3 separate regions of the Mus musculus genome follow, and all the other regions are linked to region 1. A link is a contact called in public HiChIP or PLAC-seq data. All regions are on one chromosome and are shown on one strand. The core of a region is the stretch at or near the end of the contact, and the rest is flanking DNA. Distances in the headings are between cores, read along the strand shown. Region 1 has its middle 13 kb from the start of Gm41329. Region 2 overlaps Fer1l6 (fer-1-like 6 (C. elegans)). Region 3 overlaps Fer1l6 (fer-1-like 6 (C. elegans)).

What was found. HiChIP or PLAC-seq counts read pairs in DNA pulled down with a chosen protein or histone mark.
Region 2: a FOXA1 HiChIP or PLAC-seq map of pancreatic cancer cells shows a contact between it and region 1. The contact joins two enhancer-like sites. A contact is called at or near these places in 1 of 484 Hi-C or Micro-C datasets (nephron progenitors) and 2 of 115 datasets of contacts at active chromatin or transcription factors (bone marrow-derived macrophages and pancreatic cancer cells).
Region 3: a FOXA1 HiChIP or PLAC-seq map of pancreatic cancer cells shows a contact between it and region 1. The contact joins two enhancer-like sites. A contact is called at or near these places in 2 of 115 datasets of contacts at active chromatin or transcription factors (bone marrow-derived macrophages and pancreatic cancer cells).

What each region holds. Positions count from the first base shown.
Region 1 is chr15:58,745,434-58,748,692 of GRCm38.p6, forward strand. No RefSeq gene overlaps it. Among named protein-coding and RNA genes, the nearest start is that of Gm41329, 13 kb to the right of the region's middle. Within about 2 kb of position 1,653, at least 60 of the 459 cell types and tissues checked have an H3K27ac peak or open chromatin away from gene starts, as enhancers often do. A contact at or near this core is called in pancreatic cancer cells, where this site is marked.
Region 2 is chr15:58,545,613-58,548,871 of GRCm38.p6, forward strand. Fer1l6 (fer-1-like 6 (C. elegans)) reads left to right here. Exons shown (of 41, transcript NM_001370912.1): 3 at 2,707-2,821. Among named protein-coding and RNA genes, the nearest start is that of Fer1l6, 37 kb to the left of the region's middle. Within about 2 kb of position 1,674, at least 20 of the 459 cell types and tissues checked have an H3K27ac peak or open chromatin away from gene starts, as enhancers often do. A contact at or near this core is called in pancreatic cancer cells, where this site is marked.
Region 3 is chr15:58,565,621-58,568,879 of GRCm38.p6, forward strand. The region is part of intron 11 of Fer1l6 (fer-1-like 6 (C. elegans)); the gene reads left to right. Among named protein-coding and RNA genes, the nearest start is that of Gm36451, 30 kb to the right of the region's middle. Within about 2 kb of position 1,586, at least 18 of the 459 cell types and tissues checked have an H3K27ac peak or open chromatin away from gene starts, as enhancers often do. A contact at or near this core is called in pancreatic cancer cells, where this site is marked.

The DNA.
Region 1 (3,259 bases), core at 403-2,902:
TGACCATGATAGGTCTCAGCAGTACCATTCAAGAGACATCCCAGGGCATGCCAGCCTGCACAGATTCCTGTCAAATCCTGCATTGGGGTGGCAAGCCCTCTCCCCACTTCGCTTCTCCAGGGTAGAATGAGAAGGTTCGACTCTTTCGGACTTGGACTGTCTTGTCCTCTTGGTCCAGATGAGTCATTTGAAGAAAGAGGAAGGAAAATCATGTGTCAGTCCCAGGATCAGTCACACACTGAGCAGTCCATCAAGTCATGGCTTAAACAGCTCAGGACCTTCCCTCACTGCACGTTGGATGGAGGGAGAGTTAGTGAGTTCCTACCCTGATAATCTCAGCATATGCAATACGGGGATCGAGGAAACTCCTCAACCACTGTGTGTCACCTGGAAGCCCTGGATGACCACTCTGGAGGGTTAACATCAGCACCAGGTGCTCTGGGTAGAGGTCATCATGGGGGAGACGTGGGGAGATCAGGATTGTTGCTCCATGAATATCGCCCAATTCGCAGGCGATGCCCCACCCAGCTTTGAACTCCCAGACACAACAGGCTGAACCCCAATAGAGTGTTTCAATGGTGGCAATGTCACTGTGGGAAGACACAGCTGAGGTTTTACTCTGGTCATTCATAGAATGAGACCCAAGATGGCTGAGTGAGGCAGCCCTGACTGGCATGGTGCTTGCTCAGTCTCCATTGCCCTCCTGAAGACTCACATCAGGAACCAGTCAGGCTAACAATGTTCAGTTACAAGACAAGGGACATTGAAGTGTGGTACGTGGAGGTTAGTTTAAGATGGGAAACTGGCAGAACAAGGCATCAAACCCAGGCCTACAGACTTTTCAGGAACCTTCTGATTGTTGTGACTTCTATGTCCTTTATGCCTCCGGAGTGGGGGGGGAGATCAAAATAGGATCCAGTTCCCTTTCCCTCTCCTTCCGCAAACTCAAGGAAAGTGGCCTCTGAGAAATATACAAGAGGAACAGTATGGCAAGAGCCAACCCTATTTCAGGTTACAATGCTGAATCCAGAACACTGAAGAGCCGGCTATCCATTCTCTTCCAACTGGGCTCAGGGTTTGTCTGTGAGAGAATAGAAAGAATCCCCTAGCAAAGCCAATAGAAAACCTGCCCCTGCTCCAGAGTAAAGCCACAGAAGGCTCTCTGTAGACAAAAGTGGTTTCTCAATGTCCCCCTTCCTCCTCTTCTTCCTTGACAACCTAGAGTCATGTTCCTCCTTACAATCTGTCCCAGCTGGGCCAGCTCTTCACTCCTGAAAGACAGCGGGACATTTCAGCATCGGACACATCTGAGCAGTGACCAGATGACACAGAAAACACAGGCAGCATCGTACAGACAGCATCACACCGGCTACCCTGTCAAAGGTGTTCCTAAGGTCACCAACCAGGGTCCTAGCTTCCCAGAACTTGACTCCTGTTCTGTCCTAGATAACCAGCTAGCATCTGTGCCTAGTTTTCTGCCTCTTGAGAAGCTGAGTTCACAATCTTGCCAACCTCACGGGATCTTTGTTTAAATTAAGGACAAGGCACCCTAGGGGGCATAAATGTGATAAAACAGGAGCTGTTTCTTTCCTTCTGCTCTTTTGTATGTTTGTTTTTCTGCTTGATCCATTGCTCTGGGCATGACTCATCGGGCTGGTGAGCTGAAACATCTGCCAGATTGTCAACAGAAATGTAACAGTTTAAAGGCGAGGCTGGCGAGGCTGGCACAGACGCTGATGCTTCTGACTCCACACGCAGCCCTCCAGCGAAGGTAGATACTTCAGTGAATGTCAGATCAATTGAGAAGAGACTGGGATCCGTGCACTGGGTTTAACAGGCTGCGGCCTCCCTCCTCCTCCTGGCTAGTTTGGAGACCTAAGCTGATTGGCAGAGGATGGCTTATGAAGATTTGCTCCCTACAGGGCTTTTGCCCCTCTATAGGTCTAACTCTGCAGTTGCCACCTCGCTTGCCTGCCTCTGTCAACTCCAGTGCAACTGTGTGGGTGTCTGCAAACAGGGTTGCACTCAATTTTGCTCTCCTCATCCTTAGAGCTAGAAGGTGCCCACAGCTGAGCTAGTACTCAATGGTGCAGTTGATCCAATTTAAACTTATCCCCAGCGAGACTCAGACTATGGCTATTTTATTTGGCTTTGACAGTAATAACCTTCAGTTACTGACTGTTTGCCTGTACTCCAGCCTCAGTCTCCCTGCATCTTACCTATGCGTGGCTTACAGTGCAGCCAGATGTCACCCTACGGATGGTCCCTTCTCTCATCTTCTATTCTCTCCTCCTCGTCCTCTTCCTCTTTTCCTCCTTGAAGGGACTCTAGCAGGCCCAAACATGGCAAACATGGCTCTGCAGGTCTTGCCCTTCTCCCCATTCCCTCTGCCTTACTAAGAACTCTTAGATGGCAGTCCTAAAGCTAGCCACCAAGGTCTAGTCCCTTATTTGGCCACTTCCTCCTCCTGAGGCTTAATACCAAGGTCCAGCTATCAAAGTATTGAAGTCCAGCAATCAGAAGCTCCCTCTGGCTCACCTAATAACAAACATCCCCGATCAAAATTAAACACCTCATCCCAACTCGGACTTTCTCGCTTCCCCTTTATAAACTGCATTTGCCTACCGGCCACTTCTCTCTCCTCTCTATTCAGAGGCTGTCCTTTGTCCCCCCAGGACAAATATCCCTGCCCTCTCTCCTTCTTCCTTGTCTTCTACCTCCGGTCCTTGTGTCTTATTCCCTGACCTTTGTCCCTGTGGGGCAAATAAATCTTTGTGCTTAGAACTTGGTCTTGAGGGTCCTGAGCTGATACTGATCCTTACACAATCTTCCTCTCCTTCCTCCTCCTCCTCCCCTTCCTCCTCCTCCCCTTCCTCCTCCCCCTCTTCCCTGAGACAGTCTCGTGTACCCTAGCCTCACATCCAACTTGCTTTGCAGCTGATGATGGTCTTGAACCTCTGATCCTCCTGTCTCCATCTCCCACGTCCCAGGATTACAGGCATGTGACACTATGCTCAACCTATGCCACGCTGGGAATCAAACCCAGCGCTTCATGCACGCTACACAAGCACTCTACCAATGGAGTCTCATCCTCCACTCCTCCTCCAGTATCATTTCTACAATGCCAGCATTCCAGGATACACAATCTCTGATGGTCAGTCGGGGAGGGGTGAGTTAGTTCTTTTTCCTCTGGCTTGGATTAAGAAGTAGGGTGGGAGAGCTGGGCGTGGTGGCACACGCCTTTAATCCTAGCACTCGG
Region 2 (3,259 bases), core at 424-2,923, 200 kb before region 1:
TTTTGTGAATGGAAACCCAGGTTAGTCCAGAAAGAACTGAGCAAGGCTTGGGTCAGCAGAGAACAGAGAAGGGTGGCAAGGCCAGGTGGTCAGGAGGAGCAGGTGGAAGCCAGATGGGACAGGACATCCACACTGAGTCACATGTGGACTTCAGATTGTTTCCTAAGTAGGGGTGGGAAGCCACTGGGGTGCTTTAAGAGAGGTCATGTGCTATCGTTCATTTTGGTTTTGTGAAGATCACTCTGCACAGATGGTGAGTGAGAGAGCATCATAAATCAATGGGCAAAGGAGTGCCAGCCATAAAGAAGCTGCTGCGGGGGACTTTCCTACGTTGAGAGGTCTCTCTCACACTCCAGAGTGTAAGCCCCAGAGGAAGGGGCCCATGGTCTGTTAGTTTCCTCTCCAGCATCCAACCTTGCACATTGTTTCACTTTTTGAGGTACCTAAGGATGCTTACTGCAATCTGCATCTAATGCCAGAAGCTCTGCATACATAAGGCTCAGTCATCTGCAGAGAATAGGCATTTATTTTATCTTGTTGCTGCAAGGCTACAAGCCACTCAACCCGGCACTAGTGTTTCCTCGGCTGACCCTTTGGTCTGGCTTTGGCCTGAGTTTCCTGACTGAGACCACAGTAAACAAGGTTCCTCTTCATCCAGCTCTTCTCTATTGCTACAGAGAATCAAATGTGGCCATGCCTGGGAGTGGGCTGATGGAGTCTCTCTCTATGGTGTTTTGTTTTGTTTTGTTTGTCTTGTTTTGTTTTGTTTTTGGCATAGTTGTCTGGTTAAAACCAGAACCCAAAAATGTCAAAGCTGGAAAGCACATTAGAAATAATTCGGTTGATGCACTTCTAGTTGAGTCTCAGAGGTCCTGGGAACAGCTACTGGGATGCCCTAGGGGAAAGCCTCATTTCCATCGCTCAGAATGACACCCGGAAAGCTTAAAACAAATGAGCTTTTGGCATAGAGTGTGTCATTTTGAGACTTTTCCCTTCCCAATATCTAGTTCTGCTTTGATTCACAGGTAGAAATTCCTAGATGATGAGATTTTTAAAAATACAAATACATACATTCTTATGCGTGCACACATATACATACACAAGTGCACACATTTGAACACATGCACACATGCAAGCATGCACACACAAGCACATACACACACACACGTGAGAGAGAGAGAGAGATATTCAATATATACTTGCATCTATAAAAAGAACCTGATTGCTTTAAACAGTTTTGAAGACCCTTTCCTCATATAATCATCATTTTATAGAAGGAAAAAGATCAGGAAAATCTTTCTGACTCACTTAAGCTTCCTTAGGCTGTGACAGGCACAGGGCTGGGGCACTGTTGTGTTTATCTTCCTAATGACTTTATGGTATATCAGGCACCAGCCCTGCCTTAACTATAGATAAGGAAAACATAGACCCACGGCAAGGTAAGTAAGGTGCACATGTGTGGCAACCTTGGGTCATCGGGCACTGTTCCCATGAATGACATCAGCATCCTCCCCTTAGGATGGGCAGATCTGAGGGTATGACTACAGTCCACTCACTTGACTTTGCTAAGTTCTTATAAATCTGTTTCCTTGGGGCTCCCTAGTGACCTGCTCTCCCTACAGTAGGTAAGTTGGTAGCTTAACACATGCGTTCTTTCACGGTTATGATGCCTAGATGCCTGATCCATGAGTCAGCATCTGTGGGCCAAAAACCTGAAGAACCTTTCTTCCCCTTCCAACTTCTGCATCACTCAGCATTCTGTCACTATGACAAAATTCCTGAGGTGACCATCTGATAAGGGAAAGATGTATTTTTAGCTCACAGTTTCAGTCCATGGATGCTTGGTTCTTAGGCAGCAGAAGAACCAAACATTGTAGGAATTCATTGTAGAGTAATAGCAGGGCAGGCCAGGATCCCGACCTCTACTGCATAGACATGCCCCTGGTTACTTAACTCCCTTCCACTAGGCCCCACATCTTACAGGTCTCCTACCTTTTAGGCATGGCATGATTTGACCACCAGAAATTCAACACATGACCTTGGGGACATTTAAGATCTAAACCATAACAAGGTGGGGTGAGGCTGTACTGTTCCTTGCTTTGTGATAGTTAGGGGTCAGGCTAATCTTTGTCTCCAGAGTCCCACAGCTGTCTTTGGCCCTGTTTAAAAATCTCTGTCTGCTCCTTCTTGTGATGATGCATATGATTGCAATGAGGTCCCACATGATAACACAGCATCATCTCCTTGTCTCCTTAGCCACTCCTGTGTCTGCAGTGGCTCCTACCGGCCCTGCTCAGCTTTCACTCTATGGACTTGTAGGATCCAGGGATGAGACCCTGTCTTTTTACAGCATGAGATTTTTGCTGTTAGAAGCTGGCTAGCACACTCAAGAATGACCACTCACTGGGATCTTGCCTCGGGTTTCCCGACTGTTTCATTTATTTTGGGAGACTGTTTTTGTCAAGGTCTTGGATAGGTTTCCTTAGTCTGTACATCTGTTTGTTTGAACCTTCTATCCCTTCTTACAAAGGAATGGATACACACACATTAAACTATGCATCTGTCTGCCTGGCTTTTCTGTTAATACCATATCTGATTCAATAGTGGTAGGGGCTCCGGTGCCTTCCATCGTGGTGGGCAGAAAGTGGAGGCTTGTTTACCATCATATACTTAACAAAAATCCTCTTTCTTCATTTGTTTCTCTAGATGGTAACGAGTCTGAAATACCACAGAAAGGACCTTCTCATCAGGAAGGTCCAGAAGACTTGACTAAGGACGATGCTTTCCTTGCACCCGGTCCCTCGGCTCCTTCAAAGAGAAGGTATGGTGTTTGTATAGTTAGCCCACTCACTTTGCACCCTGGGTATGCCAGGCTCCCAGAAGACTGGAGAGACCTAGTTTCTGTCCACCAGGAGCCAAAGGGCTAAGATGGGAAGAGAGTTCTGTGTTCATTCAACTTCTCTCAGAGTGGCAACCTTCAGATGCTGGCCAGCCTTCAGCACAATTCTGGTCCCACTAGCTTCAGGATGAGCTGTGCTGCTGGGAGCACAGGAATGAACACAAAGCCAGAAGGCAGGCTTGGGAGCTGTCCCTTAGCCTGATTTTTAATTCATCATGATCCTAATTACCTTAGTTTCCTGTTTCTCCCAAAAGAGGTGTTTCCTAAACTGCCAGAGAAGGCCCAGAAGAAGCTGGCTTCCATACACGCTGGGTCAGTTGGCTGTGATGGTAAAAAGAGAACAAGGCTAAGACACCCAAA
Region 3 (3,259 bases), core at 336-2,835, 180 kb before region 1:
AGGGTGATTTAGTTGTGACATTGTCACCCCATTGATTGCGAGAGTTGATGTGGCTGATCTAGCTAGGTAGGCAAGTGCTCCCTTACTCCCTTGCCACTCCTTGTGCATCCCTCCTGAAGCTTGGTGGCCTTCCCGGAATAGAGGAGGAACAGTCTTCAGTCAAGGGTATAGGAGTAGCTGTGTTCCCTTGCTCGAACCTCCAGACAAGCTCCCAAGATCTTGGCAGAGGCTATGATCTTTTGAAGGTTTCACAGGACAGAAGGACCCATCTCCCAAGATGGCTGCCTGATACTCAGGAGGCCTTAGTACCTTGTTGGTTATTGATATGAGAATGCAGTTCCTTACTCTGGAGGCCTCCCATAAATTCTGATAATCCTTATGACTTGGTAGTTGGTTGCCTTCCCCGAAGGTGGTGACCTAAGAGAGAGAATGGCCATGACCAAGCCATGACACCACAGGCTGACATTTCTACTGTGCTCCTTCTTCTTGTAAGGAACAAATCCTCTGTCTCCCGCAGCCAGAGTAGATCAACCCTTTCTTGCTATGTGTTTTTTAATTTTTCAACTTCCCAGGGTCACAGAGCCCAGTGTCACTGTCAGCAGAAACTTCCTGCACATCTGGATGCTGGGAGACCCTCTTTTGTCTTTTCCTCTTCTGTCTCATTACGTGCCAAAGCTTCTTTCTCCTCTGCCAAACTCCCACAGAGCATAGCCAGCCTGGGGAATGTGAGCATTTTTAAAGTCTTGCTCACCATGGGCAAGAGTAAACAGAGAGCCCAACTCCATGGAGCTTATGCTGTGGAAGGAGAGAGAATGTATGCAAAAATATATACAACAGGAAGATGGAAGTGAGGGGCATGTTAGGAACTACATATTGCTGTTATTTATGGCATGAGAAAGATTGCTATTTAAAAAATTTTGGCCTTTTGTGTGGGACCGCTGGATTTAAATTGTATCAGTATGGTACAGAGGCTAGTGTGCAACAAGACATGCTTACCTCTGTTTGATTCTTTGGGCAGACGACTTGACCCCTATGCTAATTGCTTTTCTCTTTGCTGAGACAAAACTGACTAAAATCAGTCTCAAGAGAGGGGGTTTAAGGTTCAAAGTTTGAAGACACAGTCCATCATAGTGGGGAAAGCATAGCAGCAGGGGCCTGCGGAAGCTGGTTACATTGTATCCACAGTCAGGAAGCAGAGAGATGAACATTGAGGCTCAGCTCTTGTGAGCTCAGTACACATTAAGTAACAATTATTTCTCCGGTTCAAGGCATACTTCCAGAATTGGGGGGTTGGGGCTAGAAATTGGAACTTGAAGGATGTGAAAGATTAAAAGATAATTCAAACTATTGAGATATTTACTGTAATTATAATTTGTAGGGCTTATATGTCTGCTCTTCACAAGTGGTCCAGGTCTTATTGTGAGACTTTTGTCACAGATAAGGAAAGTAACAGCCAGAGGATGGATGGCACTTGCTCAAAGTCCAGTACCTGGCAGCTGAATTGCTGCCACATCTGTCATCTTTGAGGCCTGTTTTCCCTCTAGTCTCTGTGGTTTTTACCCTCCTCCCAGAGAGTAAACTCAGCCCCCAAACTGCAAGATAAGAGGCTGATAGGTACTGACTAAGTCTTACACTCTGCTCTGCCCTGCTCTCTGTTTCTGGTCAAAAAGAAAACATTTCCTGGATTTTCCAATGTCACAGGAAAGGTCACCTCTCACCCAATTATCTGAAATCTGTTGCTTCTTTTAGGGGCCTACTTCAGGACTCTTGTTCTGTTCACCCCATGTCTGTGGGGCCACAGCTGTTTTGTTCTCTTAGCTTACTGCTAAGGAATTTAAGCCCTGCTCTTCTTTCCTTGGACTTTAGTAAATCCAGCTGCAAAGCCAGAGAACCCTTTTATACCTCTTCACCTCACTCAGAATCTTCACTCAGAAATAATTCCCCATTAGGAAGAGCTACTTGCAAAGAACTGAGTATTACCCTATGGTGTACTGGTTGGCTCTCAACCTTTCTAATGCTGTAATCCTTTAATAAACTTCCTCGTCTTATGGTGACCCCTCCCCCCCCCAACCATAAATTACTTTCATTGCTACTTCCTGATTGGAACTCGGCTACTGTTAAGAATTGTAACGTAGATATATTTGGGAGATAGAGGTTTGCCAAAGGGGTCATGGCCCACAGGTTGAGAACCACTGCCGCATGACCTGCCACACTCCAGTCTTCCAGATTACCTGTAGGTTTTTTGACCATGCAGTCTTGGTAAAGAATAGGTCTTAAGCCATAGCTGACTTAGTCTTGCTGTGTGACCTTGGAAGCCCCTTAGTCTTTTTGCACTTTATTTTATAAAGCTAAACACTAGAGGTTGGAGTAGAGAGCTCTAATGTCCTTTCAATATAAAAGCATTTCTGACTCAGATACAAGTGGATCCCTTCCAATAGTTTTCAGTGTGTCCGGCACCCCAGATACACAGGATTGATTGAAGCTTTTGCTATGCCTAACACTTCCCTCTTTTTATGAGTTTCCTAATTGCCCTACAGTGTTATTACTGTGAAGAGACACCATGACCAAGGCAATTCTTATAATGGCAAACATTTCATTGTAATTGGGGCTGGCTTATAGCATTATCATCATAGCAGGAAGCACGGCAGTGTGCAGACAGGCATGGTGTTGGAGGAGCCAAGATTTCTACATCTTCATCTGAGGTTAGCCAGGAGGAGACTATCTTCTGCAGGCAGCCAGGAGGAGACTCTTCCACACTTAAGCACTAGCAGACCTAAAAGCCCACCCCCACAGTGACACACGTCCTCCAACAAAGCCACACCCATCCAATAAGGCCACACCTCCTAATAATGCCAGTCCCCATGGGCCAAGCCTATGGGGGCCAAACCGATTCAAACCACCACACTAATTATTTAAGGAAGTGAACGTTGACTGTGGATCAGCCCCAAGGCAACAGGTTAGCATATGTTAATCTCAAAGAACACATGGGAATGATCTCGATTCCAGCACTCAAAGTTGTTATAAGGAACCTTAATAAATGTATATGAGCACTGCATCTAAGCCATACAGTTTCGCTCATGTGTAAGGGTCCAGTGCTATGACTCTCAGTATCTCATCTTTAATTTCCTGGATCCAAACACCTGCTCATTATTGCCTCCCACCCTCAAACAGCAACTTGGGAAGACACACACCAAGCTCATCTTTTGTGTGAAAGGAGACTGCTTATAAGGAGACTTATAATAAGCTAGCAGTTCAGAGC